2 separate regions of the Rattus norvegicus genome follow, and region 2 is linked to region 1. A link is a contact called in public Hi-C data. All regions are on one chromosome and are shown on one strand. Each heading gives the region's core, a stretch centred on a gene start, on an enhancer-like site or on the middle of the called end of the contact. The rest is flanking DNA. Distances are from core to core; before and after follow the strand shown.

Region 1 (5,253 bases), core at 1,653-4,152:
AAAAAAAAAAGGCAAAGCTGGAGTTTGCCCACTGACCCTGTAGTTCTCATGCACACATCACCTATGAGTACCACTAGACAGAGTTCCACACGGAAACATTCTAACCTCCTTGAATCAAGACCAATCTATAATTCCAGGTCTTCTTGGTAATTTTATATACCAGAGGTCTGATAAACCCAGCCAGGGTCTCATAAGATAAAAACAGTGCAGTTGGGGTTGGGGATTTAGCTCAGCGGTAGAGCGCTTGCCTAGCGAGCGCAAGCCCCTGGGTTTGGTCCCCAGCTCTGAAAAAAAGAAAAAAGAAAAAGAAAGAAAAAAAAAAACAGTGCAGTTGTTAAGATTTCTGTATTAGTTCGTAACTTCCCCCGACCAAAAAAAAAACAAAAAACCAAAAAAACAAAAAACAAAACAAAACAAAAAAACAACAACAACAAAAAACAGTTCAAATAAACTGAGGGAGCACAACATAAACTGAACACCCACGAGGGCTTGCCAGCAGTAGCCTCTGAATACAGCAAGCCACAGAGGTCACATAAGCTCAATGTGAGGTGCATTCAGTACGTGCCTGCTAGTAGTTTGTCTCAACCTGAGGCAAAAAACACTTCTGCAACACGTTACAAGAAAGCCATTTACTTCTCACAAATAAAGCCTACAGGACAACACAAGCCTAGATCTCACTGTGAGCCAGTCAGCCAAGGAAGGCTCGGATAGCAAGCCGCCTGGGGCAAGAAGTGATACTGTATGCACCAGCTACATCACAGATGTATGTGGTCCCAAACGACAGCCTTCAGGAGGTCTTTACCCAGCAGGTCAGGAGTCACTGACTTACAGTGTAAAAGGGCAGTTGGTTCCTAGGGAAGACTTAGATGAAACTCAAATAGCCTGTGTGGGGGCCCTAGAACACTGGATGCCATTTCTCAAGTGCCACCTACTTTTTGTAATATAGGGCCTTTCACTGCCCAGAACTCACCAAGTAAATCAGGTTAGCTGGCCATCAAACCTGACACCTCAACCTGTCTCTGCTTCTAGAGCTCCAGGATTCTAAGCAACCACCATCACACCCAATACTTTTTGCATGGGTTCTGGATATCAAACTCAGGCGCTTCTGTGTGTAAGGCAAACACTTATCAACTTATGCATTTTCCCAGCCCCAACTATTTTCCAAACTGTGGCTCTATATCCCAAATGAGGTCATGTATTTGAATGTCGGTGTCAGAGACCATAGTAAACGTTTCTGAGTACAAACGATTTTATTTTGAAATTCCAAACCAAGTGTATAATGGGCCCAGGTGTTTCTGGCAGTGCTCAGCTGTGTTATTGTGTGACTTTGGTGCGGCCTTGGTGGCTTCTGAGCACACCGTGCAAACTGCACTTGGGATAATGCCCTACAGTCTAAAATGTCACAGCTCACAGCTGAGACTACTATATGGTAAGAACTGCAGTGTTTTTTATACTACATAGAAAGTTTCCTGCTCTTATAGAAACATAGTAGTTATGGCAAACAAGTATTTTCTTATCATTCCTCAGTATGTATCATATTAATGTCTAGATTTTTTATGTTAGATTAACTTTAAAAATTGCTGATGGAGTCGGGGTGATGGTCAAGCAATGCCTTTAATCCTAGCAGTTGTGAGGGAGAGGCAGGATGATCTCTGAGTTGGAGGCCAGCTTGGTCTACAGAGCAAATTTTAGAACAGTCAAGGCTACAAAGAGACACTGTCTGCTGGTGTGTGTGTGTGTGTGTGTGTGTGTGTGTGTGTGTGTGTGTGTGTGTGAGTGTGAGTGTGCATGCGTGTGCGCCCTGAGTTACTTTACTTAAAAATCATTAAATGAGTTTTGGCTTTAGGTTTAAGACGTCTCTGCAAAGTAACCTTCTCCACATCATAACTGTTTTACTTAGTATACCTTCTAGTCCGTGTACATGTTCATATGCATGTGCGCAGTGTGTACACAAATGCACATGGAGGCCAGAGGTCAATTGTTTCCCTAAATCGCCATCCACTTTTTAAAAACATAGTTATTTATTGGGGGGAGGGGCTACGTGCTCGAAGTCCTTCTCTCCTTCCATCATGTCGAATTCGATCTAACTCGAGTCGCCTACACACATACACACAAAATAAATAAGTTAAACTAAAACGAAAAGGGCTGCAGATATAAACCAGTGATAGTGAGGCCCTGGGTCTATGTTCAGAGCTGAAAGAAATACAGAGTTTTTTTCTTAAGGACCATTGGTGTTCTCTCCGGTCCGACTCTGAACCAATCATCTGGGTCAGACACCAGAAAAACTGCAGCCCAGCAGAGTTCATGTCGATAATACTAGCATCTTAACTGAGCTAGGACTGCCAGAGTTCCAGGCCAATTTGGGTCACAATTGACATCCTGTATTTTAAAATAGAAAAAAAGGATCTGCTTCCCAGAAGGAAACATCCCGTCTCGCTGTTTCCTAGCTGGAGTTTTCCTCCGCCACTGAAGCTCCTAGCCATTGAAAGCCCGCCACCTCGAATATTTAGGGCTCACAAGTCTTGGAAGCTTCCTCAGTCAGATGACTAGGGCTAGGCTTCCTAGTGATCTAAAAAACGGGATGTCAGAAATGAGCAAAAGCCCGTTGGTCTCACTAAGAAAGCTGAGACGCGCTCTCAACGAGATCCCACTTTGCCTACACACCTCGCAGCCGCCTTCCAGCTACAGCGGAAGTTGGCGCGCGGCCACAAACCGCGCTTTCGCCACATCGTAGGAGGTCTCCAAAAAAAGCATAAGTAAAATTTTCTCATAAACACAAATTACTATCTCAAGATAAAATTGTACAACGAAAACTAAGGTCTACGTATTTTTTAGCTATTCAAACGGCTTGTGATCGTGGCGAATCTACCACTACTACTTCCGGAAAGTGCGGGCTTCCTACCGGAAGTTGCGTTTCCTCCATTTTGTGGCTCGCTATGGCGGCTGTGTTGAAGTTACGAAGAGGATGCGGCGCCTTTGACTGAGAGGGTAGGCCAGGCGAGGCATCAGGGACGTTGTTCGGCACAGCAGCAGACCGGCCCGGACGTCGTGGACGCTGTCATGTACGGTGCCGGCGGGGGCCGCGCCAAGGCGGAGAGGAAAGGCGGAGTGAAGGAGGAGGCCGGGCCCGGTGGCACCGGCACTGGGGGCAACCGGGTGGAGCTTCTGGTTTTCGGCTATGCCTGCAAGTTGTTCCGCGACGACGAGCGGGCTTTGGCCCAAGAACAGGGACAGCACCTCATCCCCTGGATGGGGGACCACAAGATCCTCATCGACAGGTCGGTTCCTCCCCCCACCCGTCGACCCTCCCCTCCCTCGCCCGCTTGATTTCGCCTGATGTTGACTTGATGGCCAGGACCGAAAAGGGGGTTTTGCGGAGCCCGGGGACTCGGGGGCCTCCCTGCCCCCACGTTCCCCGGCGTCCGGGGGGAGGGGACGGTGAAACCGGCCCTAAGGCTCCGGCCAGAGCTGGCGCCGCGCCGTCGCCGGAGGGATCGACTCTGCTCCCGCAACCCCTCGAGCCCGGGCTGCTGCTGGCGACTCAGCGCGGTGGAAGCTGCCCGGGCCTCCCGCCCGCGCCGTGGGGCGGGTGCCGCTGTCCCTCCGCTGGCTGTGCGGGAGGGAGCCCGGGAGTGCGCTTTTGTTCCTCCGAAACGCCGCACGCCGAGGCCGTGGGTAGAAGCTTCTTTTGGACCCCGTGAGTTAGCCTGAACTGTCTCTGGCCGGCTTGACTTTTGGCGTCCGGCGAGCCCTTCCCCGCGGTTATGCGACCATTTGACCAACCGCGGTAGTGGGTGAAGTTGCTGTCTGTTGGAAGCCGGTCGACCCCGTGCGGACCTTGCTCTTAGGGGTAGCGTGCTTAGAGCTGGTTTCACTGTTTTCTAAAACTGAAGGGTGGAGCTGGGTTTACCTTTGTGTTGTTTCTTTTCAAATCACATCCACTGAAGGGCACCCTGAGTTGAGGGTAAAGGGGTGGGAATGTGGATTTCTGAAGGTGTTTGATTTGAAAAGAATGGCATTACATGATTGGGTGGTTTGCTCCCCACCTACCTCTCTTCTCATTTTTTCAGTCCCTCTTTCCTCCTCCACCATCCCGGGTTTGGGTATTTGTCCTTCCGTTGGGCAATAGTGCTTCTGGGGCCAGGACTGAAAGGTTCACTTGAGCAACTATTAAGCTGTGGAGTGGTTTTCTCCAAGTGAAGGAAATCCATCGTTTGAGACAAGTAAAACTGGATTCTGCAAAGACTTGGAACTTGCATGACTGTAGGGATTACCTCTGAGCTGGCCAGAACGGACAAGTTAATGACCAGTAGGCCTTTATGATCCCTGACATCTCCATTTGGGGAGAGATCTAGGAAGAAAGGACTTGTGAAGGGAGTGTTGCAGATCAGATCGGCTCTAGGTCTGATGGTCCTCTCTGCTGGAATATGCTATGCCTTTGAACCTCGGTTGATAGCAAGTGATGATCCTTGCCAGGCTCTGGTGGTGACGTGTACTGTTAAAAGTTGGGCAAATGCTGAAACCTCTACTCCGTATGCAGTTCCCGTATCATTCTGTGCATGATTTGAGTTAGATCTCCCAAAACCGGTGGGGAGCAAACACCACACATGTATATGTGTAATATTTGAAAATAATACATTTGTAAGTTAAGGAGGTTTACAATCAAAGATAAACAAATTTTGATAATAAAATGAAACTGTTGGGGTTCCCAGGAATTTTTGGCCTTTTTCCTGTGGTGTACATTTTCCTTCCCTAATTTAGTCTCTATCACAAAAGTAAACATTAATAAATCATGCAAACTTTGGTTTGTCGCTCCACATTCACCTATGCAACCTAAATTTGAGATTTAAACTTCACTAACTCATTTATTGTCTGGCAGTTGTACATTGACAGCATCTCCATTGAGTCTTATGTTCAAACATAGCAAAAAGTGCTCTTCTTAATCCTAATTTGGTAAAGTACCCATTGGTCTTCAACAATGCGTCTTCATCCTGGGACTTAAAGGGATATACTGATGCCTTCCGATGGTTTTGCCATGTTTGCAGTGAACCTCCTTAAACTGCATGTATATGTCACTGTTCCTTTGTATGTGTGTCTCTCTACCACATAACCCAGCACTTCTCTCCTCAGCCAAGTGGCTAGGGGCGAGCCTAGCCAAGATTTTACCTCCAATGGACGCAAGTTTCTTTGGTGAAGATCTCTCCTGAGAGTTCGGGACTAGCAGGAAGAAGCGAGGAAATTTCGCCCGTTTGG
Region 2 (5,253 bases), core at 1,275-3,774, 110 kb before region 1:
ATATCACTGATCCCCAGCTCCGAAAAAAAGAAAAAAAAAAGAAAAAAAAAAGACGTATCACCGAACAAAAACACTAGTCCCAGTGAGTGGTCATAGGGATGGCTACTGCCATTTGAAGAGCAGCAAGCACTAGGCACACCCAGAGCTGTCACCTAATGTCCCTGCTCCTAACCATGTTTAGGGGTTCTTGCTGGCTGATGGAAATGTGATTTTTTTCCTCCCTCATGTATTATATAGATTCAGCCTTTCCTTAAAAAAAAAAAAGACTAATTTTTTTCTATAGTAAAGACTAGATTTCTTCTACAGTAAATATACTTTGCAATAAGAAGTTATTTAAAAAAAATACCAACAACAGATACCCTTGAAATGACTGACAGCTGCATACTGGGGAAATATAGACAGATCAGAAAGAAAGAAAAAATCAGAACCAGATATCTAAAGTTAGGCCAGAGTAGAGCCGTGGCTCTTGAATGCTGGAAGCTAATTTAAAGAAACAAACCTTACAGGTTTGTGGCTGCTTGTAAGATTGACTAAGTATCAGCTTTTCTAATAAAAAAAAATTCCAGATATAAGCCAGGCAATGGTGGTGTATGTCTTTCATCCCAGCACCACTCAAGAGGCAGAGGCAGGCAGATCTCTGAGTTCAAGGCCAGCCTGGTCCATAGAGTGAGTTCCAGAACAGCCAGGGCTACACAGAGCAACCCTATTTCAGAACAAACAAACAAACAAACAAACAAACAAAAAATGTGTAACCGAAGGCCACCAGGTCTCTGCAGGGCAACTGATGACTGGGGACTCCACAGAGATCCCTCCCTCCCACAAGTTACCTGCGCTTCCTAGCCACAATGGCAGTGTTGCTTAACTTGGGCTGAGCCAGAAGATGGCCTCCCAGACCGGAGGGATGTGGGATGATGTCATAAGTTAGGCAGGTACAAGACAGAATGAGGCCCGTCATTGGATGAGAAGGAAAGATGGGTAGGAGACAAGCTTGAGGGAGGAGGAGGAGGAGGAGACTGGAATGGAAAGGACGGGAGACTAGGGGAGACTGCAGAGAAGCGGCAGGGAGAACACAGAGGCTGACGTTAAGATTCCACTCTGTGTATTTACAGGTTGTTATGAATGTTCTTAAGGGATGGATGTGTACAGGGCTTTGTATGTTTAGGTGGGCAATTATACCTCATCAATTGGATCAGAGGTTATTGTGTTGCGTGTTCTTTCTTGTGGAGAATTGAATTTGGGAGAGTGTGTGGCGGCAGAGACACTGGGTCGCCACGGAGTTGGGATGTGTGTTTCTGGCAAGATATCTAGCAGATATCTTGGGGGCACTGTACATATCGGACCTAGTGGGGGGGGGGGGTAGAAGACAGCATTTTAATATAATTTTACAACAACACCTACATGCAACCAATTCTCCTGAAGGCTCCAGTTTCCATAGAGTTTAGCTAAGCTTCGGGAGAAATAAATGGCATCACCTCAAGGTCGTTGTCCCCCTCTGCCAGCATCTCCTCCTATCCAGCTGTTTGTCTCATTAGGGTCGATGTCCTGGGAAGACAGCCTCAGGCAGCCACGGGGAGGCAATGGCTCAACTGTCCCTGGAGGTTGAAGAGGGTGCATCAGCACCCAGAACACCCTCTGACAAAGCCCCTGCTTTGTACCATGCTTCCTTCTACGTCAATGGCCTTGATGGTGGGGGCTGGGTGGATGTCCTCTCTAGGAACATCTGGCCGGGCTAGAGGCAAGAGAACTCTGAGCCCTGTTGCCCAAAGCATCCCTCCCCTACATCCTTCAGAACAGCAGAGGTCCAAATCAGTATCTGCCACCAGGCAGAACCACCACCATGAGGACTTTGGGAATGCTCTATGTTTAAGGTTCTAGCAATGGGGGATGCACTCCTAGTTACCTCACAGCTTACAGGGAAACACTTTTCATGTGACCTATGGGTCAGGGTGACTGTGAAGAATCTCAAGTCGCGGGCTCTGAGACAAGATGGAAGCCATCTTTCATTAAATTCAGGGTGGAAAGTAGAGTCCAGAGCTGGCCTTACGATCACCACAGTAGGGGAAGGGCCTTCTCTGCCCTGTTTTAGTGTGCTTTCCTCAGTTTAACTTCCCTCAATGTTCCACCATGCCTGCTGAAGCCCCAGACTTTATATCAACCTTTCACCACTGTGGGATAGAAAAGCCACCATCCCACCTGGCTTGCCCCCAGCCTCCCTCCCAGCTTAGCACCAGCCACAGTAGCCATGCCCCGTACCCTGGAAAAGGCAAAGTCGTTCTCTCAACAAGGGCCAGATGAAAGGAAAGACCCTGTGTGCCCCAGATGCCAGCTCATGAAAAAGGGACCTGGCCAGTGTCTGTCTAAAGTACGCAGGGAGCGAGAAGATAATGGCCGTTCCGTTAGGATTACCATGAGGAAGCGTGGGAGATTCATGAAAGCAGAGCGAGAGATGTGGGCCCTGAGCGTGGCTGAGTGCACAGCCACTAGCTAACGTGGTAGGAGCCCGCCCAGCCAATTACTATAGAGCTGCCGAGCTGCCAGCAGGGGGCGCTGAGAGCCCAACTCCCTGGAGACCCTCTTAGGCCCATTCTTCTCTTCTGATTAAATCTCCTCTAAATGCAGCCTCCCCCGGGGAGGAAAAAGCTCTCATCGCCAGCAGTAGGCTTATGAGGCTTATGAGGGTAGCAGGCACCATCCCCAGGACTCTTGCTGTACTCTGGGGTTTTAAGCTTGGCCAGGGAGGGTGGATGCAATAAGGGTCTTAGTCGGCAGTGTGTAAAGAACACGCACGCACGCACGCACGCACGCACGCGCTCGCACATATGAAACAGCTTTGGAGAACTGATTCCGTTTAATGGGCTGGGGGAGAAAGGAGTATTTATCTCCCTGGGGAGGTGGCCAGGGTCTCTGGAGCAAGGTTTATGTAGTTGTGTACAATTGGCCAGGACAAGGATGTCGGAAGATCCTTCATGTGCATACTCAGGGGTTGGGGGGTTCATGTGGGGAAACCCTACTTAAGATCAAACTCTACGATGACAGGATAACTTCTCTGAGCTTTGGCATACGATGGAAGACTCCCTTCAGCAGGTCTTCCCATTCTCTGACCTTGTCTGGGGAGCCTGAACCCCTATACCCTCACCTGGAGAAGGTCGAGTAGTCTTTGGCAGACCGACAAGTTCAACTTCCTCTTTTCCCAATAAGAACCCACTCAGCAGGTAACTGGGATTCCTTGAATGCTTCTCCATCCAAGAATTATTCCCAGTACTTCAAACTCTAGCTCATGAAACTACCCCTTCCCACGCTCCAAGGTTCACATATACCCCTGGCTCACCCTGAATAAACGGTATGCGTTCAAGCCCACCCCGAGCCAAGTCTGTGTGCAGTGGCATCCGGATACTCTGAGAGGGAGGAAGTGGAGGACACGGAACCATAGCTGCACCCCCCCCCAAAAAAACACATACCACAAGGAGTGAGCCCTGATAACTGCCAGGGGAAGAAATTCTTATTGGGGGTAAGAGGGGGGTGGGGGAAGCTGATCTCCAGGCATCAGGTTGAGGGGGGAAGGGAGCCTGTTGTTCTCATCTGAGGTATTCGTATCCGGGGCTTGAAGCCCTCCTCAATCTTCCTCCATTATTCCTGGGTCAGTGTCCTCCCTGACTGATTCCTCCCCAGGCTCTCCAGAGAACCCTCCATTCTACAGGAGACAAGGCCAATGGCTCTTGGGTCTGTCCCAGACAGCTGAGGCGTCACTGAGAGCGGCAGATTCAAGAGCAAGAAAATCCTCAGGACCGAAGATCAGAGCTGCTTCCTGCCACAGAGCCCGGTACTCCCGGGGACCCATTCCACCTCAAACCAACCTCCATAAGAACGTATGACAGGCGAAGGCAATGTCTCAGCACTTCGACCTCTCTCATCCAGGTGGTCACTTAGCAGACACAAATTATCAGCTCCCAGAATGCAGACATCTGAGGGTGAAGTGCGTGACGCTTCTGGGAGGCACGTGACCTCCATGAAGGGCAGCTAGTCGTGCAGTTCTTATGGGCAGGTGGCTGGGTTAATGCCAGTGGCCCTGCGATATGTCAGTGTCAGGGGAAGGCGTCCTACAGCTCAGTAATCATGATGCAGAGCCCTCTGCCACAGGCAGACCTCAGATTTGCTTTTCGTTCCCTGCCCTCAGTCAGTAAGTGGCTGATGGGGACAAATGCACCCAGAGGCAGTTTGGAGGGCCATGGCCTCTGGCCAAAGACAGAAGCTCTCTGAGTTAGAGGCTGGGGATGGTTTTAGCAGATGGAGCGTGTATCGCAGCCACGGAGAGACACTCATTTTCTTGCACGCGTTTATATCCTCATCCTGATGGTCGATCGATCGTCGTTGAGAGCCACAATCCAAATGGCTGGGAGGAGGCATGGATATACATCTTCTGTGCTGCACTCTCTGCTCCCTGTCTCTCCCCCAACGGTGTCCAAGGACCCAGAACAAGGTTTAAAGTTCCAAGGGCAGCAGAAGATGTCAAAACAGAACCGGCTTTTCCTTTCCCTCTCCAAGAGGGTCACAATATTGTCAGGATCTGTCCTGTAACTGTGAAGTATGAAGAACCTTCCAGACTGGGGTTAGAGAGATTGCACTGGCTGTTCTTCCTAGAGGACCCGGGTTCAATTCCCAGCACCTACATGACAGGTCACAACCGTCTGTAATTCCAGTTTCAGGAGAGCTAACACCTTTCTCCGGCATCTGTGAACACTGGGCATGCACATGATGCCTAGACATTTATGTAGGCAAAATATTCTTATACAACATATAATGTAATATATAACATATAACATATTATATAATATAGTCCATATTATATAAAACATTCCATTATATATTCTATAATTATTAATTATATATTATTATATAATTATATAATATATTCTATATTGTATGTTATATGTTATATATATCTTAGGGTTTTTAAAAAAGATTTATTATATATGTATATATATATATGTATATATATGTATATATATATATGTATATATACACTGTAGCTGTCTTCAGACACACCAGAAGAGGGCATCCCATCTCATTGCAGATGGTTGTGAGCCACCATGTGGTTACTGGGATTTGAACTCAAGACCTCTGGAAGAGCAGTCAGTGCTCTTAACCACTAAGCCATCTCTCCAGCCCCTTAGTCAGGGTTTCTATTCCTGCACAAACATCATGACCAAGAAGCAAGTTGGGGAGGAAAGGGTTTATTCAGCTTACACTTCCACA

The links. A called contact is a pair of places that touch in the nucleus more often than the background predicts.
Region 2: a Hi-C map of Schwann cells shows a contact between it and region 1, with 3 times the contacts expected there. The contact joins the enhancer-like site here to the promoter of Sfswap in region 1. A contact is called at or near these places in 2 of 12 Hi-C or Micro-C datasets (Schwann cells and mammary epithelial cells).

Annotation. Positions count from the first base shown.
Region 1 is chr12:32,813,681-32,818,933 of GRCr8, reverse strand. It overlaps Sfswap (splicing factor SWAP), which reads left to right and starts at 2,902. Exons shown (of 19, transcript NM_001400984.1): 1 at 2,902-3,278. The coding sequence starts at 3,061. It overlaps LOC134481178 (a long non-coding RNA gene), which reads right to left and starts at 3,036. Exons shown (of 2, transcript XR_010056506.1): 1 at 2,903-3,036.
Region 2 is chr12:32,927,947-32,933,199 of GRCr8, reverse strand. No RefSeq gene overlaps it. Among named protein-coding and RNA genes, the nearest start is that of Sfswap, 110 kb to the right of the region's middle. Within about 2 kb of position 2,524, at least 3 of the 93 cell types and tissues checked have an H3K27ac peak or open chromatin away from gene starts, as enhancers often do. A contact at or near this core is called in Schwann cells, where this site is marked.